Linked DNA regions of Hordeum vulgare: all the other regions are linked to region 3. The links are chromatin contacts, called in public Hi-C maps. All regions are on one chromosome and are shown on one strand. Each heading gives the region's core, a stretch centred on a gene start, on an enhancer-like site or on the middle of the called end of the contact. The rest is flanking DNA. Distances are from core to core; before and after follow the strand shown. Region 1 has its middle 140 kb from the start of LOC123430236. Region 2 holds the start of LOC123426603 (probable BOI-related E3 ubiquitin-protein ligase 3). Region 3 has its middle 180 kb from the start of LOC123426603.

The links. A called contact is a pair of places that touch in the nucleus more often than the background predicts.
Region 1: a Hi-C map of leaf shows a contact between it and region 3, with 5 times the contacts expected there. The contact joins two enhancer-like sites. A contact is called at or near these places in 2 of 6 Hi-C or Micro-C datasets (leaf and seedling).
Region 2: a contact with region 3 is called in a Hi-C map of seedling, with 2.9 times the contacts expected there. The contact joins the promoter of LOC123426603 here to the enhancer-like site in region 3. A contact is called at or near these places in 2 of 6 Hi-C or Micro-C datasets (leaf and seedling) and 1 of 1 datasets of contacts at active chromatin or transcription factors (embryo).

What each region holds. Positions count from the first base shown.
Region 1 is chr2H:451,292,079-451,296,209 of MorexV3_pseudomolecules_assembly, forward strand. No RefSeq gene overlaps it. Among protein-coding and RNA genes, the nearest start is that of LOC123430236, 140 kb to the right of the region's middle. Within about 2 kb of position 1,618, at least 3 of the 3 cell types and tissues checked have open chromatin away from gene starts, as enhancers often do. A contact at or near this core is called in leaf and seedling, where this site is marked.
Region 2 is chr2H:450,942,318-450,946,457 of MorexV3_pseudomolecules_assembly, forward strand. It overlaps LOC123426603 (probable BOI-related E3 ubiquitin-protein ligase 3), which reads left to right and starts at 2,847. Exons shown (of 2, transcript XM_045110466.1): 1 at 2,847-3,366; 2 at 3,471-4,140. The coding sequence starts at 2,920. The coding sequence ends at 3,998.
Region 3 is chr2H:451,124,364-451,128,788 of MorexV3_pseudomolecules_assembly, forward strand. No RefSeq gene overlaps it. Among protein-coding and RNA genes, the nearest start is that of LOC123426603, 180 kb to the left of the region's middle. Within about 2 kb of position 2,953, at least 3 of the 3 cell types and tissues checked have open chromatin away from gene starts, as enhancers often do. A contact at or near this core is called in leaf and seedling, where this site is marked.

The sequences.
Region 1 (4,131 bases), core at 368-2,867, 170 kb after region 3:
TACACTAGAGCATTATAGATTTCTAGCTGTAGGTCTAACTTCTTGGGTCATTTTCGGATATAATACACTAAAGGGTCACGTTATTTTGTCATAGCTCGCCATTTTCTTCATTGGTAGTAACCGTTGTAAATAAAGGCTTGATAACCAAGTTTTGCTCTCCGTTGTGAGAGCTCTATGCCTCTATCCATGCTAAGTTACTACTATCTACTTAATTACTATCTTTTTTCATGTTTACTAGTCCCCTCTTATTGTGGGTTATATTTTGACAGTGATTTTAACTAACAAAATATAAGTTATACATAGGCAAATATTATCATTGAAAACTCCATTCAAATACGAATTCAACAATTTAACTTTTGATGACATGCATTAACATTTTGTTAGGCAATATAATCAAATTTTGACCCAGAAGAGGACTAATAAACGCATACGTATAGTAATGATGATAACGAAAGGAGTAGAAAGAACTCCGCAAAAAAGAAAAACTGTAGATGTTGTAGCGGTAGCGACGGGCACTGGCAACGATGTGACGAGAAATCTTTCCCGGCGGGTACCAATCCATCTCTTTCTCCTGTCCACACTTGAAATTTCACACACGCGCGGCAACTACTACCGACCTAAACCTCTCAACTAAACCAAACTTAACACATGCCTAGTCGAACCTGGAAACAACGTCAATCCATCTCGTAGCAAGTGGACAGGAAAATGGGGACGCATCCAAATTACGGGTGGTCCATATGCGTGTCCCGTCATTTTTCTGTAGGCGAGTCTATTTTAGTTGCTCGCAGCCAGGCGCAGTGCACGTCAAGCTATAATCGTGGTGGTGTCATTTGATGCCAACCTGCCATGCTTTCCTGAATGTGATTAGTGCGTCCGTTCTTTTCAGCTGAATTTGTTGAAGTTGACGGGATGGAGACGTCCAGTAGCTAGCTAGGGAGATAGAGGCCATCATACGGATGGAGTAGTAGCTTGTTTGAGCTATTGGATTGGATTGGGTGTTATACGACTTGACCATGAAATGGCTCATTAATGTAGTTTATTGAAGTGGTTGGACAAAACGTTGGTCTGGCCTAACGAGTGGTATAATGTGGAGATAAATCAACACAAAACCGTGGCGTCCAAACAAAATTTGTATAGCCCATCTTGTTCGACAAAGACGGTGAGAAGATAGACGTTGAAGCCTTTGTGCTTTTCTTGTGGAGCGAGCCACATCACGCTCACGGTGTCCGGTCCTGCGGTTAATCTTCTTGGTTCAAGCGAGGACGGTTGGACGAAAGTGACAAAGCAACCCTAGCAATGACTCGAGATGACACGGCACTGGCAGCTGGAATCCATCCATTCTTTGTCAACAAAGTAGACGACGCTGACGTGAAGACGTGACAAAATATTCGGCACATAATTGCATACGATGGAGCTTTGTTTTCTTGGTGACATGGACGGTACACTAGCATCCCCGCCCGGCTTATCTTGACCAGCAAAGGCAAAGGAAGTAGAGTAGTACTGGTGGTAGTGGAAGAGATAAATCGCACGCCGAGAGAAGAGAAGGCCGCCGCGCGGCGTGCATGCGGCCACGCCGCGTCTCGAAAGCCCCACCACGCACGGCACGGCACGGCACGGCGTATTCGCCGTTGGCTTTTCCTGGCGTCCTGGTCATCGTGCCGTGCTGCGGCGCCCACTGTTGAACAGTACGTGGCGCAGCTGTCGCATGCATGCATGCATGCATGTGTGTCACACGCTTGCCCCCCGGGTACAACAAACCGTGACAGCGGCACGGAGAGATTTTTTTTTTTTTTTTTTTTGAGGATACGGAGAGAGATTTTTGAGTACTCCATCTTTTGGTTCCAGCCTACTAGTTTGTCATAGGGTAAATTTCATTTTTGAAAAGCTGCCGAACAGAATCCCGCAGATACCGCTGTCCCTGTTACTTGCAATTTTTATCACTCCTCCTTTCATCAAAACTGAGCGGAGCAGAGCAGTGCGCCAGCAGCGATATGATATGTGATGTGGCCACCTGCCCGTCCGACTGTACCTGTACGCGTTGCAGTTGCTGCACCAAACAGAAAAGTGAAAGAAACCGAGTACAGTAGGAGCACCTCTGCCTCTATCTTCACTGCTTCCACCAAACGACAGGCGAGGCAGGCAGGACTACGTGCTGCGCTGCGCTGCCATGCATGGATCTGCATCTGCCAACTCACCCCGGTTGCCGCAGAGAAGGAACCAAACAAAACAAAACAATACACATGGCCTCACGGATCCTCACTGCTGGACGGGCATCCACTGCGAGACTAGTAAATAACTGTACGATTCATTGGCAGTTCGGCACGGTGCAGTATTGGTGATGCAAGGATTAGAAGCTGCCACTGCAAGCAGCATGGCGTCTCGGGCGGGCGCCCCTATGTCTCGCTCTGAGCAAAACAAAGGGAAGCTCTCGCTTCGGGGAGCCCCAGACGGGCCGGCCCGTCCGCGCAGGAGGACACTGCCTGCTTTTCTGTTTTTTTTTCTTCTTTTTGTTTTATTTTTGTATTTTTTATACTTTAAAATAGTATGTATCTATATATACACAAGGTAGTACATAAAACATGGGTTTACCTACACCCAATAGTAGGAGGTATTTTTTACAAGAAACAATCTTCAAAAAAACATTTAAAAAATGTTGAACAACTATCAAAACTGTTTTATAATTATTTTAAAATGTTAAATAATTAGTAAAAATGTTGAAAAGGTATTTGTAAAATATTGAATAGATTTTAGAAAATATGGAAAATTATAAAATAAAAATTGAATGAGTATTAAAAATTGTTTAATGAGTTTAGTAAATTTTGAACAATTAAACATTTTTTAATACTTAATGTGGAATGAGTATTTGATAAATGTTAAAGAAGTATTTGATAAATGTTTAATTGAATGAGTATTTTATAAATGTTTAATTGAATGAGTATTAAAAAATTGAATGAGTATTAAAAAATGAGTGGAATAACGGTCGTTTGGACTTAAGTTGATTCGCCCTAATGTTCTGTCATGCACCCAAGGAAAGCGCAATGGCAAGCTACCGTGTCTCCAAAGCACGAGACCAGGGTTCAAATACGGTGGGTTCCATATTTTCTTTGTCTTTTTTTCCTTTTACTGTGGGCGTGCATAAATGCGTCGGCCAGTGTAGACCTTCATTGAGACGATCGTTCCATCTTGCTCATTTTTGAGTATAAATGTTCAGAACCTCCTACGAGGCGCTCGTTGTAGCGAACTGCAGAGCGAACCCACAGCGGGGGTCTGCCGACTGACCCGGACGAGTTTTTTTGTCTTAAGAAAATCTGAAATTATACTTTTTTACTTTTTTCTGTTCCTGTTTTTCCTTTTTTCTTTTTATTTCCTTTATTTTTTCGTTCATTTTCTTTTCGTTTTTCCTTTTCTTTCGAATTTGAAGCAATGATATTTTTCGAATTTAAAGAACATTTTTTGAATTTATGAACAATGTCTGAAAAATGATTATTTTTTGAAATCCGAAACATTTTTGAAAAGAAAGAACGTTTAAAAATTATAATTTTTTTTAAAACACAAGGCTAGTTAAAATTTGAACCTAATTTTATATTTCTATTTTTATTTTTGAAAATACATAACATTTAATGAAAATACCGACCCTTTTTCTTAAAATACGGACATTTTTTTAAAATATCAAACATTGTTTGAAAACCCCGAACAATTAAAGAAATTACGAATATTTTTAAAATCGGCAAATATTTCAATTTTCTAACATTTTTAAAAAGTCAAATACATTTTTAGAATTTCTAGAACATTTTCTGAGGAGCCAGTACATATGTTAAAAATACTGAACATTTTCAAAATTATCAACAAAGTTTAAAAAACGAGAACTTTTTTGAAATTTGGAAAAATATTTAAAAGCAAGAACATTTTTCGAAATATAAGATTTTTTCTTGAACACTAACTTAGTTTTATAAATCGTAGAAATTTGTGATATTTCAAACATTTCCGGAATATACCAGATATCCTTTGAAAACACCGAACATTTTCTTAAAATGCCAAACATTTTTTGAAAATCCTAAAGAATTTTGGAAGTTATGAATGTTTTGAAAAACAGCAACTATTTAAAATTTAGACAAAATATTAATAGCAAAA
Region 2 (4,140 bases), core at 1,597-4,096, 180 kb before region 3:
TGGTGATCTGCGTTGCACTACTTCCAACCATCGCGCTGATGCGCCTTCAATCTGGGAAGTGGCGAACAAGATCCAGCTTGCCGCGGGAGTGCCCCAAAGCTTGAAGTAATCCTCGCAACGAGATTGCCAAGGCGGCGGATTCATGCCGTCGAAATGGGGCAATTCCGCATGAGGAACAGATCCATACGCGTGGGACACATCGGGAAACAGCAAGCTCACGAGGGAAAAAGTTCAGGGGAAGAGCCAGAATCACGCGCACCTCTAACCAAAGAAGGCACATAAACATGATGTGCCTTCCCCCGACGGAATTTGTCGAAGCCAAGGGGATTCGCCACGAGTTACTCGCGACCGCCCCCAACCTCCTTGTCAGCCGATGAACTCGCTTGCTTGCATGCGTTCTCGTCCTTGCCGCATCGCTCAAGCTCCGCCAGGATGTTCTCGATGTTGAGGTTGACCTCGGCCCTAGCGCCATCTATCCGCATGAAGATGAGGCCGTCGAGGGCCGCGGTGGTGTCCTTGAGCATTTGACTAATAGACTGGATAATCTCCTCGCCTTCCGCCTTGAACTTGTGGTCTAGCGCCTCAGCGAAGTCCGCTCGGAGAAGTTCCTAGATCTGTTGCCCTTTCGAACACAACTTGTCGATGGTGACTCTCTACTGCTGTAGCTTGAATCGCGTAGCGTAAATGTAGCGTAGAATCGATCAAAAAGCTCTGTGTACAAGATGTAAGGATTCTTCTATTATTATTGATAGATCTAGGGTTCTAGAGAAGTCTTAGGTGTCCATCTAACTACCTACACAGCAATGCTCTCTACATACGCTTCTCTGTGTCCTCGTCGAAGCCACCCGTCGCCAACCACCGTTCTCTAGCTTGATGAATGCTTAAGTAACAGGATACCGTTACACCCGTCTTAGTGGATCTAGTATGGGTTTGCAAGCCGCTGGAAAGTCTTGCGATCACGAGTGGGCCGGCCTGTTGGCCCACGACTCGGTTAGCTGGCTTCCCGTTGCTTCTTCTCATCATCTTTAGAGTCGTGTGTATTGACACTCGGAACGCTGACAGATGGTTGGGTCAATTTTTTATGACCGATCAATAAGCGGGCGGGGTGACCAAACGAAAAAGGTATGAGGGGTTCGGGTTGGGACAAGTTTTACTGTTTTGACCTTTTTGCGAAAGTTAAGCCGGATTTGACCTTGGTTTGATTTTTTTTGAAACTGACCCTTTTGCTAACGCCGGATACCTTGACGGTATAGTATAACAACCTATCGCCGAGGTCCCTGGCGGTAGGAAAACGGCTTACCGTCAGGGTGTCTGGCGGTAGCGCTGTGACCCTACCGTCAAGGGGTCCGGCTGTAGACACTCGCGCGCACTCAACCCGCAAGTTAGCCATTTTTTACCCTAGGCGTGCAATTTTACCGTCAGAGGCCTTAGTGGTAGGTTGTGGGCTCTGACGATAGCAAAATGGTCAGATCCGATTTCTTTTCCAACCGGAGTCAGATCCTGATGAACTTCAAAAAAAGATAAAAACTGTGAATTTGGCCTCGGGTTGAAGAAACGTACAAATAGTCCGGATTATAGATGCTCTAATAAACTGGCTAGGTGTGCATGCACGGGGACGTACGGGAGATCTCGATGTCGATGTGCCCAGCGCCCAGTACTACGCTATAGCGCGCACAGTCTGAGGGTGTAGAGTCGTGCACTGTACTATGCTAGTATCGCGTTATAATCATCGTCACCGGCGTGGCAGCACCGTCTGCATGATTCCCAACAGTACCGGTTTGGTGCCGGAGGGGAGAGAGAGAGAGAGGGAGGGTGGCTGGTGAGTTGGGAAACTGGCCCACAAGCGTCGTGGCCGGCGTGAGACGCGATCAAGCCTACTGTAGTAGTAGGAGTACGTATATATGGACCCTTGCTGTTGGTGGTGCTCCGTGCCGCGGCAGCACCGGAGGTGCCGTGCATGCAGGTGCGTCCCGCAGAATGGTCGGTCGGTGCGGCGCCTTTACGGGCGGGTGGCTGTTACTTCCAGCTTTCATGGCCGCCACGAGCGGCCCGTGGCCGGCCCTGGCTGACTGGCAGGTTGGAGTGCTGCTACCACTCTGGCAGTGGTACTGTGGATCGTGGCTGCCGACGCCGCTCGATTAGCTGGTTTGGCGATGTGTCATGTGTGTGCCAAGCCAAATAAGCTCCTTGTTTGCATGTGCCTGCCTGCTTGATTGGTGCTCAACATTAACTAGTCCAGTAGAGTACGTGCCCCGTCGCCTGGACCCAGATCAATCAGGGCAGGGCAGGGCAGGGCAGGGGCAGCGCTCCGTCAGAGATGCACGAGGGCGACCACCACTACCCTGCGCTCTTTCCGTGATCAGCAGGACCAGGACCAGGCTGCTATCTAGATCCGGTTCTGCAGGGCGCGTCTTGAATTCTTGATCACTCGCTTGGCGTTTCCACAGGATGTGTAGCTAGCCTGATGCCACCGCCAACCTGCCCCCATTTATTGAATTCAGCTGTTATCCGGCCCCGCGAGCTTTGATTTGCGCGTCTCCCCTGGGATCTTTTCTTTTTTAGCAGCAGCCGTACGTTGGGATCGCATCACGCAATCTGTTTGGACTTTTGACCGCAAACAAATTACTCCACCGTCTCTCTAGGTGGTCTTCATCTTTGGGACGGACGGCCCCGTCCTCCATCTGCGTCTGCATGGATGGATCGTCCATCCATTATTTCGCGGGTCAGTTGCCCAACGTGCAGGTGCAGTGGCGTCACGTGTCCTCCCACCAGAGTGCCCTGCCGCTTCAACTCATGCCTCTTTCCCCAACCGCAAACGCGGACGCGTATATAAAACCTCCCTCCCTCCCTCCAAGCCCACGACCGTCTCCCCATCCGTTTCCCTGTCCTCTCTCTCTTCGCACGCCGTAGTAGTTGGCCATGGCCGTGCAGGCGCAACATCTCTCCCACGCCTTCCCCCACGACCTCCACGCCTACAACAGCATTAGTGCTCTGGAGGATGACCTGACGGCCGGCTCCCTCCTCTTTCCCGAGAACCTCAAGCGCGGGCCGGAGTTGGAGGGTGTTGGGAACACGGTGTTCGCCAACGTTCCGCGCGTCGATCTCACCTGGCACGACAGCGCCCGCGCCCACGGTTTTGCGCAGAGGAAGCGGCCGCGCGTCGTCCCGGAGGCGCCTTCATACTTGGAAGATCAGCGCGGGCAGGGGCTTGTGCCCGTCGCCGTCGGTGATGTGCTGACCAGGGCGGTGGGCTCCGACGCGGCGTCCACCAGCGGGAGGATGATCAATGCCGCCGGCCCGCCGCAGGACCTGCTCTCTCAGATGTACCGCCAGGGCATGGAGATCGATGCAGTCCTACGACTCGAGGTACGTACTACGTACGATTTTGTTCATGGGAACTCTAGCTAGTTCTTGGTTTGATCGCGCGGCGTTTTGATTCTTGGTGCCTGATTCTGATGGACGTTGTGCAGACCGACCGCATGCGCGCGGGGCTGGAGGAGGCGCGACGGCAGCACGTCAGGGCGCTGGTATCGGCGGCGGAGCGTGCTGCAGGGAGGCGGCTGCGGGCCGCGGAGGCCGCACTGGAGCTGGCGCGCTGCCGCAACGCCAAACTGTCAGAGAGGCTCAGCCAGATTTGCGCCGAGGGTCAGGCGTGGATACGCGTCGCCAAGAGCCACGAAGCAGTCGCCGCCGGCCTCCAAGCTACACTCGACCAGGTCCTGCAATCGCCTTGCGCTGCCGTCAACTCCGCCGGAGCGGATGGAGAGGGCGACGCCGAGGACGCGCGGTCCTGCTGTTTCGAGACCCCCGCCGGCGACCACGCCGCAGGATCCAAGGCGTCGGCGGTGGCGTGCAGGGCTTGCGGCGAGGGCGAGTCGTGCGTGTTGCTGCTGCCGTGCAGGCACCTGTGCCTCTGCAGCGCGTGCGACGCCGCCGTCGACACTTGCCCTTTGTGCGCGACCGCCAAGAACGCGTCGCTGCATGTCCTGCTCTCGTGATTCAAGCTTGCGCGCGTCGAAGCAACGGGGCCTTCTCCGAAACGGCTTGCGATAGGGAAGTCAGCTGGCCTCAGCTGGCTCGATCAACTTGCCCATGTTACTTACTTTCGGACATGGATGGCACGAACCGAATGCAATTTCA
Region 3 (4,425 bases), core at 1,703-4,202:
TCTACACCAACAACTTCGCCGCCGTCATCACCAACTCTCTCCCCCTCTATGCAGTGGTGTAACACCCCTTCGCCCCCACTGTAATCTCTACTTAAACATGGTGCTCAACGCTATATATTATTTCCCAATGATGTATGGCTATCCTATGATGTTTGAGTAGATCCGTTTTGTCTTATGGGTTGATTGATGATCCTGATTGGTTTGAGTTGCATCTTTTATTATTGGTGTTGTCCTATGGTGCTCTTCGTGTTGAGCAAGCGTGAGGGATCCCTGTTGTAGGGTGTTGCAATGTGTTCATGATTTGCCTATGGTGGGTAGCTTGAGTGACAGAAGCATAAACCCGAGTAGGTGGGTTGTTGCATATGGGAGTAAAGAGGACTTGATACCTTATAATGCTATGGTTGGGTTTTACCTTGATGATCTTTAGTAGTTGCGGATGCTTGCTAGAGTTCAAATCGTAAGTGCATATGATCCAAGTAGAGAAAGTATGTTAGCTTATGCCTCTCCCTCATATAAAATTGCAATAATTATTATCGGTCTAGTTATCGATTGCCTAGGGACAAATAACCTTCTTGTGACAAAAAGATCTCTACTAAGACCAACTTGGTTGTTTCTTTATCATAGTAGTCCCTAGTTTTTACTTAGGTGTTCTTTATTTTCTTGCAAAGCTATCCTATCACGCCTACAAAGTACTTCTTGTTTCATACTTGTTCTAGGTAAAGCGAACGTTAAGCGTGTGTAGAGTTGTATCGGTGGTCGATAGAACTTGAGGAAATATGTGTTCTACCTTTAGCTCCTCGTTGGGTTCAATACTCTTACTTATCGAGAAAGGCTACAATTGATCCCCTGTACTTGTGGGTTATCAATGATGACACGAACGTGCACGTGGAACTTGTCGAAGGAGGCATGCTCGTGCTCGTGCCACGACGCAATGTTGAAGGCGGCGTCGTTGACCCGAATGGAGCCATGCCGCACAACATTGACTTGGTGCGCCGGCTGGCTAAAGATAACGAGGTAATGCTCTGAGTGGTGGGCCATGACGCACAGCAAGTGCTTCGGGACGGTGAACTGCGCCTCCAGCGCACAACCCACACCCATGGGGGACGTGACGTTTAGCCTGTCAGCGGTGCACAAGGTGACGACTTGGTTGTGCAGGAAGAAGACGGTCTGGTTCACCGTCGGAGAGGAGACGGTCACCGAGCGGCTCTCCCTGGGGCGACGTGATGGGTCGACGTGTTGAAGCATGGCCGGGGTCAAGGCAGGCATGGCCGAAGCAGCAAGCGAAGGGAAACTTAGTCGCACATGAAGAGACGTCGGAGCGGGCACCGGGCCAAGCCGGTTTCTGGCAATACCACCTCTACCCTCACTTTGTGGATTTTGGGGACACTATTCGCCGACGTGCCGTGGCATCCCGCACATGATGCAGTGGATTCGGTCACGACACTCAACACGACGGTGACGCTTACTCAGACATCAAAAGCAGCAGCTGCAGAAGCGCCTTAAGAAGGACTCACGAGTGTGGTCAGCATTGAATCCTCCACGACGCTTCGTCCGATGCGCTCCAAGGCGCGCACCCGAGCGCTGTAGATCGGGGTTGGGGCGCCGGTTCTTCTCGTGGTTGACATCAGTTCAGCTATCGTCCATGCCGGAAGGGGCAATTTGGACAACACGGGATGGTGCGACTACGATGGATTTAAGGCGCGGGGCGGGAGGCGACACCGGATCCGCCGAGCTAGAGGGTGTCGCGTTCAGCTGCAGTGCGGCGTGCTACGGATCCGCGGCGTCGAGGCCAGATCTGGAGAGCCCTCGAGCGGCATTTCCGGAACTACACACTGAACGAAGGAAACATGTGTTTCCCTCGCGACAAGGTCCGGTCCGAGGCTTAAGCCTGCAGCACGCGAGGGTGGGGGAGGAGTCATGGCCATGAAGGCTTGGTTGGTGGCCGCCGCGGCCGGAGCAGCCAGCGTCGCAGGGCCGGGGGTAGAAACAAGGTCTCTCCGCTTATTTTTGAAGTAAGGTTTGATCATCCATATATTTCTTTAGCATCAATTAAATGTGTTAGATCATCTATACATACTAATAAAAGAAATATATTTTCTTAATCCGTCATTGCTATTTTATAAAAAAATCCGTTCATGTTAGTGATATTAAACTTGTAGTATATATCAAATGTTTTTTTAAATACCCACATCTTCTAAATTGTAACTCTAAATTTAACATGCTATACATGAAATTTGATTAGAGAAATATGTCAAATCTGAATATAATGTCATTTAGGATGCAATTTTAATCAATAATGCATTATCCGTCTTTCTTTCATACCAGCATTGATCTAGAATATGAGTGAATATCTCAGAAAAATCAGGATTAGAGACGAAATTGAAGATCACTTGTCCGTTTGTTTGTATGTATTAAACTACATGCAAGCCGTGTTTAAATAGAAGAAACCGTGAAATCTTGAAATGGGCTTTTGTAGGCTAATATTATTTTTATTTAGACAGTAGGTACAAATATTCGGATTATAGACCATTTTCTTGTAAATTTAAAACATGTGGTATTTTTTTTTGCTAGTGTTATGTTAAAGTCTATAAAAAGGGTGAGAACGATTAATTTGGCCGCATCAAGATGTGCAAGCATGAAAGCGAGCGATCACGACAACCTCACAACTGTGGCTGGCCTTGATGTGATGCTGCGTGGTCCTGTGCTCGTACGACAAAAACCAGATCTGTTTTGCGCGGATGGACGGTTGACGCCTGCACAGTGCTACGAGCGACCCTCCCTAATCAAAATTGTCCAACCGAGGAGTACAAATCAAGACGAAGGCATCATCATTCATCAGTACGCTACAGTGTTGAGTTGCCACGGATGACGCAACGGCGATGTGCTACCGCACACGAGCATACGACACATCCCGCGATTCGCTCCCGTGCGCGCGCGCCCACAGTCCACAGATGGACATGGATGGATGGATCCCACCGCCGCGAGCAGCTACTGCCGCTGCACGCATGATGCTGCTGTCTGCCTAGTTACTTCCGGAAGACAAACCTCTCTTTAATATCAGGACCATGGCAGCCTAGCTAACGGCCCCACCGGCACAGGTGCCGTCGCCGTGCAGATGATTGCATCTCATCTCCTGATGCAAAATTTCGTATTTTGATTTTTACAAAGTTGACCGAGATCTAATCCTAATTTGTACGTACAAATTTTAGAATGTGACATTTACTCTACCGTCGAGTCCATGGTGATATGGTGTAACCGCCTACCGTTGAGGTTCGTGGCAGTAAAAAACTTATTCGGGTCAGCGCGAGCACCATTATCGTCAAATAGATTGACGGTAACCTGTATAATTCTACGGTCCAGTGTTCGATGATATGTACAAACATGCATTGTACTACGGTATGGCGTGCATGCCTAACGTTAGGGTCTTTGGCAATAGGCTGTTATATCATAGGGCTGCTACGCATCTATCGGTAGATATTTATTAAACATCCACCGCCTCGGCAGCCGTTAGATCTCGCGCGTAGCGTTCGATTCGTTTCTGTACTTAATTCCTGAAACGACGCTCGAGTTGCAGAAACTTTCGCTTTGTTGCAAAAAATAAATTTTGGATCCGTTAATTCCTCAAACAACGGTCGAGTTTCAGAAACAATTTGCTTGTTGCAGAATTTTTTTTCTTCGTCTTTCTGCAACATAAGTATTTTTACGGAGGAATTTTTTGCAACAACGGTCGAGTTTCAGAAAATTTTGCAACGAAAGTCACGTTGCAAAAGCAGGGGCGGCGGGGCGGTGACGGAGGGGCACGCGAGGCCGCGGGCAGGCTGGCGGTGCCGCGCGCAGGCCGGCAGCGGAGTGCGGCGGGGCCACACGCAGGCCGGCGGCGCCACCGATCAGGGGTGGCGGGCCTTGTGGCAGGCCGGCGGGGCCGCAGGCGGGCGACGAGCAGGGGCGGCGACGGAGGGCACGCGAGGCCGCGGGCAGGCCGACGCCGGAGGCCGACGGCGGAGGGCGGCGAGCCGTAGCAGGCCGGCGGCGGCGACGTTGTCGGGGCCGAGGCGGAGGCGGAGACATGGACTGGACAGTTTCCGAAACAACGCTTCAGTTACGGAAACAACAATCCAGTTTCAGAAAACGTCAAGAAACGATTGCGATGACGGGATCGAACGGACGAGCAGGTGATGGATGGATCGCGCAGATCCGCCGGTTGAAGGATAGACTTTTCCTATATCATATCGTTATGAACCTAATGAAAGAATAAAAGATCTCGAAATTTTAACAAACCAGGATCAGATCTCAATCAATTTTCATAAAAGGGTTAAAACACGAAATTCAGCCTCCATTATAAAAAGAAAAATATCCAACGACCGGACACGTGCTGGCATTACTACGCTACGCAGTACTCGGGCGCAGACGAGCCCCCTGAGCTGA